Linked DNA regions of Sus scrofa: region 1 is linked to region 2. A link is a contact called in public Hi-C data. All regions are on one chromosome and are shown on one strand. Each heading gives the region's core, a stretch centred on a gene start, on an enhancer-like site or on the middle of the called end of the contact. The rest is flanking DNA. Distances are from core to core; before and after follow the strand shown.

Region 1 (2,799 bases), core at 285-2,784, 70 kb after region 2:
TATGTATGTCACAGAAAATTGAAATGCTTCACAAAATAAAACTTTCCCTAATTTCTCTTTTAACATGCATGTACTCTAATACATTCACTTTTATTTTTTATTTTCTTGGTTTTGGTTGCACTTGCAGCATGTGAAATTTCCTGGGCCTGGGATCCAACCAGCACCGCAGCAGTGACAACACCATATCCTTAACCCGCTGAGCCACCAAGGAACTCCTATATTCACTTTCAAATAGTCTGGACTCACTAAATTCACTTAATCATCTAATGTGTTATGACTTGAACATATGAAAAACATTGCACCATGAACACACAAATACTAGAATATTATTTGACCTCTTTCCTTGGGTTTCGCTCTGGTTTAAATAACATCAACACTCTTTCTCTTTTCCTAAGGACTCTTCTCAAGCCTTAAAAGGCTTGAGAAGAGTCCTTAGGAAAATTTACCATGGCCACTTTCCAACTTTTCTCATCTTCTCCAAACGAAGGCTCTAAGCAGAGCTTGGTCACTGCCAAGAACTGGGGGATTACTTCCCAGCACCGGCACTTCTAGATCTAGCTCAGCCCAGCTCCTGACCCCATCAATCAGAAGGGCTTTCCAAATGACACGAGTCTACATCCACCTGCTCCTGCGAATCTGCTGCCTGCTTGGCCCTCAAGCTCTTCACTCCACGATTAGAAAGAAATCGGTCTCTTGCCATAAAGCATTTACAGCGCAGTCAGTTTCAGGGTCCTGCTCATTTCCCACCTGTGTCTTGCTCTTTTGGAACTAACGTGTGTAGCGCGAACATACAAGAACACATACAGACGTGTTACTAAACTGACTATTTCTGCTCAAAGTATCCATATTTAGGAACCATTTTTGTTCAGTTCACACTGAAGCTTTGGAACAAGAGCAGCACCAAATGTCTCTGGACACTAATAATTTTTGTCCACATCCATAGACCAATACCAAGAACGAGGACAAGGGGCCGGAAACGGAGTCCCAACACCTGGGCAGCACGGCGCCCCCTGGTGGGGAGAACAGGCTCGGTGTGGTCAAAGACCCAGAGCGCCCCCTCCGTCCAGCCCACACGCGGGTACTGACGCGCCAAGTCTCCTGCTGGCACCTGGGTAGTCGCTGTAAATAATTAAGGCCAATCCCTGGGGTACTGACGCCCAAACCCGGGCCGGGCCAGCCTACAACTCCCAGCAGGCCTTGCGCGAGCCCCGGACTCCATCTCCCGGCGGGCCCCACGCCCTGCCGGCGGATCAATGGCCCGCGCTCCCAGTAGGTTTGACCCTTTTTACCTGACGGCCGAGAATGTCTGGAAGCGGAAGGGTAGTAGTGGCTTGCCTCGGACAGGGCCACCGCGAATCCCAACCCGAAATAAGTGGACCAACATGATGAGGAGAGAACAAGAGCGACCGACAACGGCGGCTCACCCTTATCCCACTGAGGCGTCCATGTTGGCTCAGGCTCCCATCCCGACAGCCCTCTCGCGGCTCGGGGTGATTGGCGGAAAGAAGCATCAATATCATCGCAAGCTATGATTGGAGAAAACCTTGCTCACCCGTTTGCTTCTGCAACTCTGATTGGAGAGAGGTGCCTGTCGCCGGCCCCCAGCTCTGGGAGGAGCCGAGCAGTTGGGATTCCCCCCTCCTCCCTCGACCCGCTTTGGCTCTGGAGTGCAGTTTTAAAGGTGTGCGGAGTGCGCCCTCCTCTTCGGCGTTTCCACAGCAACGCGTCAGCTGCTGACCACAAGGCCATTCCCTTGCGGGTACTCGTGGAGGACTGTAGATGTCCCGGAGTCTCCAGGGAATGTAGAGCGCTGGTTCTGGGAGAGGAAGGGACGGAATTCGTTTTTTCAAAATATGTGCACGTGCTTTGCCACCCACTCCGCTGTTCAGAGCTCCGGGGAGGGCAACCACTTGGGGGAAAAAAAAAAAAAAAAACTCCCTAGTGATTCCGATTCGCTCCCTCCGCACAGTGGTTTAGAGTTGCTGATAGGGAGGTGATGTGGCTTATCAAGGCACCACCCCGGTTCCATCTCTGCCACAGATGTCTTCCTCACAGTAGCTTTTGCACCTTCGTTTAGCACCGATTTACTTTTTCTGTGTAATCATTTGTTTGCATAGTTGCTTCTGCACTGGGCTGTGACTTCCTTTGGGCTGTGTCTCATTCACCTGTCCCCTCCTTTCCTCCAAATGGCCTGGCACGGAAAAGTGTCCTGTTAATATGTTAATAATAAATTGAATTGGGGGCAGTGGTAGGGAGGCTGTCCCCCAGAGAATCTGGAGTGTATCTGGGTAGGAAAATGTGCCTGGATTAGATTGTGGTTGGGCTGGGTGCTGGCAGTGAGTGAGGTTGTGGGGAGACCAGAGAAGATCCCACATAGCCCAGTTGACAGATGTCTCCTAGAGACCTTGGTCGCTTCCTAGCCCTTCTGTGGCTTGGAGTTCCATTTTGGGCCTAGGGGTCTTGTTTTCATAGCTCTGCCTCTTGCTCAGGGATAAAACTACACAAGTCCTGAGGTAATCTTGAGGCAGAATGATAACTCAGGTAGTCAGTGTAGGAGCAAGGGCTTGGATGCATTCTTTGATATGGCCATTGATTAACCTTTGTGGCTTAAGGGCTCCAGGGAGTAACATCTCCACAGGCCTTGTTTTATTATAGGAAATGCACATTCCCCACAGACTTTGTTTACTGTAGGAAATGAGGACCTCTAGCCCACTCCTCAACTGATAAAAAAGGAATGAGAGGAATGGTGACTTAATCTAAGGAAAGAAAAGGACAAAAAAAACCATTAAACTTTTGGGA
Region 2 (2,806 bases), core at 29-2,528:
CCCTCAGGGGGTCTGTGTTAAGCTGTTTGGACTTGAGTCAGGGTCTCCATGTTTCTGGCCCTGGTGCCCCCAAACTGGACCCAACTGACTGCCTCTGACCTGCATGGGGCCTTGCCCCCCACCACCGTGCCCACAGAGGCCCACGATCACCAGGCAAGGGTCACACAGTTGCGCTGGAACCTGGCCGAGCCCACATGCCCTGGGGCAGGTGGCGGGGTTTAGGGCCTGAGCCGACTGAGGGTCAGAAGCACGCGCCAGAAGGCAGACACTGTGCTCTGAGAACCTCTCAGCTCTGACCCAGCTCTGACCCCTCGAGGAGGGAGGAGGACAGAGAAACTGACGCACTGCCGCCCTCCTCCCAGTCACCCCAGGCGGGGCCCGAGCCAGGGGGCGAGGCGGAGGGAGGCAAGGGCCTGGGAGAGAGAAGCTCAGCCCCCTCCTGCTCTGCTCCAGGGGCTGCAAAGCTCACCTCAGGTGCCGGACAGCCCACAGCCCCCCTGTGCCCTCTGCTGCCCGGGGCAGCAGGACTGCCAGGCTGGGAGGGGGCTCCACCGGGCCCTGGAGGGGACAGAGCAGTGTGATACAGGCCAGGGCTCCCTGAGCGACCTCCAGGCCTGACAGGGCTCCTGAGCCGGTTACAAGGCAGGGAGGGCCCTGGTCATTGGTACCTGCCAGGCTGGCCCTGGGCTGGGGGCCCAAGGCCTGCCCGCCACTGGCTCAGCATCAAGAAGGGAAGCAGCAAGCCAGGCAGACACCACCTCGGGACAAACGCCAGCCAGGCAGAGAGCGCCCTGGCCCCACAAGAGACCAGACTAGGGAACGCTGGCGGAACACCCAACAGAGCAGGGCGTTGAACGGGAAAGGTGGCCCCGGGGGAAGCAGGACAGAGGCAGGTTTAGATCCCAGCTCTTTGCACCAGTGAAGGGCAATAACGGCTCTGGAAGGGCTGCTGTGTGGCTCAGGACCCACTGCGAGTGGCACAGCCCAAGGGTCACAGCCAGCAGGGGACAGGGGGCCCAGGAAGGGATGGGAGGGTTCAGGACGGCGTGTCCCCCCAGAGGGACAGGCTGGGAGAGAATGGGAGCGCTGCAGGACGACAGCCCCTCTCTCCTCCGGGTTGGCTAGAGGGGCTCAGGACATCCCAGCCCAGATGTCACCAACGGCCTGCCAGCCCAGGCCATCGGAGCTTCCCCACTGGCTCTCTGGACAAAGGTTAACAAGCAGGGGCTGGAGGAGATCTGGGGTTTATTGCTGCAACAACAGGACGCTCCTTCCTGGGCGGCTCCACCGCAGTCTCCTCTCTAAGTGGGGGTGAGGGGAGGGGACGGTCTCCCTAATTCAAGGCTGGTTGTGGGCTGAGGGGTGGAGCTGCGAAGAAGCCAGCAACCCGGGCTGCTGGCTGAGAGGGGCCTTACTCTGTGCCACATGTTTGCCAAGAGTACGTGTATGTTTATAGCCTTTCCGCATTACTCAGCACAAAGACAAAACACAAACCAAAAAAAAAAAAAAAAACATGCTTACAAAAACAGCTCCTACCTAAAACGCCAGGATGGGGTGAGGGGAACAGCCTGACATCTGCTGGTGACACATCCCGGCACCACGGCGGTGGGTTGCAGCCGAGGGGCACAGGGCTGGCAGATCACCTAGCCCGCCTCTCCTCTGTGACCTGACAGGAGGCCACCGTGAGGCAAAAGGGCCTGGGGGCCCCACCAGCCCTGCTGCCGAGCAGTGACCTTGAATCTTGGGTCAGTTGCTTCCATCCTTGGCCCGCAGGGCAAGGGCTGGGCGGGGCTGCCTGGTCCACATCCCTGGTGCGCTATTCCCTAAAGGGGTGCAGCTTGCGGTCCAGCACTGGACCCCCCAACTCAGCTGGGGGGATCCGCGGCAGATGGAAGGGCCTCTCCCTGCCACCTCCCCTCCGCTCACCTAGTTCCTCCGGCTGTGACTGTGACAGTCATGGGAGGGGGCAGGCGGGGACACAAGGAGAGCAGAGCAGCAGCCACACGGGATGAACCCGCCAAACCAAGTGACGAGAGCCACACTGGGGCGCGGGGCCAGCCCGGTCACCATCAAGATGCTGACAAGGGAGGCCTGGACGTGACGCCCCCAGACAGTAGCCCCCTCCTCCATCTCCTTGCCGGAGAGCGAGGCCCCGGCTGGCTCCCCACCTTTCACCTCGAGCACAACTGTGCGAATTGCGAGGGTCCCCCCACGCCGAGCCCAAGAACCCTCAGCAAGAACACATCACATGGCCAAGCCCTCTCAACAGGGTACTTCTAGGTTTCAAGAAAATCCATGGTGACAAAAAGCTGCAAAGAATGGAGTATCACTTTTTTTTTTGTCTTTTTAGGGCCGCACCTGCAGCACATGGAGGTTCCCACGCTAGGGGTCGAACTGGAGCTACAGCTGCCAGGCTACACTACAGCCACATCAACTCGGGATCCAAGCCACGTCTGTGACCTATCCCACAGCTCACAGCAACGCTGGATCCCCAACCCACTGAGCGAGGCCAGGGATCAAATCCTGGATACCAGTGGGGTTCTTAACTCACTGAGCCATGAGAGGAACTCCATACGGTATCTCATTTTAAATTCCTTTTTTTTTTTTTTTTTTTTTTGTCTTTTGTCCTTTTAGGGCCGCACTCGTGGCATATCGAGGTTCCCAGGCTAGGGGTCTAATTGGAGCTGTAGCCACTGGGCTACACCACAGCCACGGCAACGCAGGATCCAAGCCATATCTGCGAACTATACCACAGCTTATGGCAACGCCGGATCCCTAACCCACTGAGCGAAGCCAGGGATGGAAC

Evidence for each region. A called contact is a pair of places that touch in the nucleus more often than the background predicts.
Region 1: a contact with region 2 is called in a Hi-C map of alveolar macrophages, with 2.4 times the contacts expected there. The contact joins the promoter of ABCB8 here to the enhancer-like site in region 2. A contact is called at or near these places in 1 of 5 promoter capture datasets (fetal liver), 19 of 47 Hi-C or Micro-C datasets (adipose tissue, alveolar macrophages, blood and 12 more) and 2 of 2 datasets of contacts at active chromatin or transcription factors (alveolar macrophages and skeletal muscle).

What each region holds. Positions count from the first base shown.
Region 1 is chr18:6,195,478-6,198,276 of Sscrofa11.1, forward strand. ABCB8 (ATP-binding cassette sub-family B member 8, mitochondrial) reads right to left here and starts at 1,535. Exons shown (of 15, transcript XM_013990736.2): 1 at 1,290-1,535. The coding sequence starts at 1,520.
Region 2 is chr18:6,126,228-6,129,033 of Sscrofa11.1, forward strand. The region is part of intron 3 of AGAP3 (arf-GAP with GTPase, ANK repeat and PH domain-containing protein 3); the gene reads right to left. Among named protein-coding and RNA genes, the nearest start is that of TMUB1, 15 kb to the right of the region's middle. Within about 2 kb of position 1,279, at least 22 of the 83 cell types and tissues checked have an H3K27ac peak or open chromatin away from gene starts, as enhancers often do. A contact at or near this core is called in adipose tissue, alveolar macrophages, fetal liver and 4 more, where this site is marked.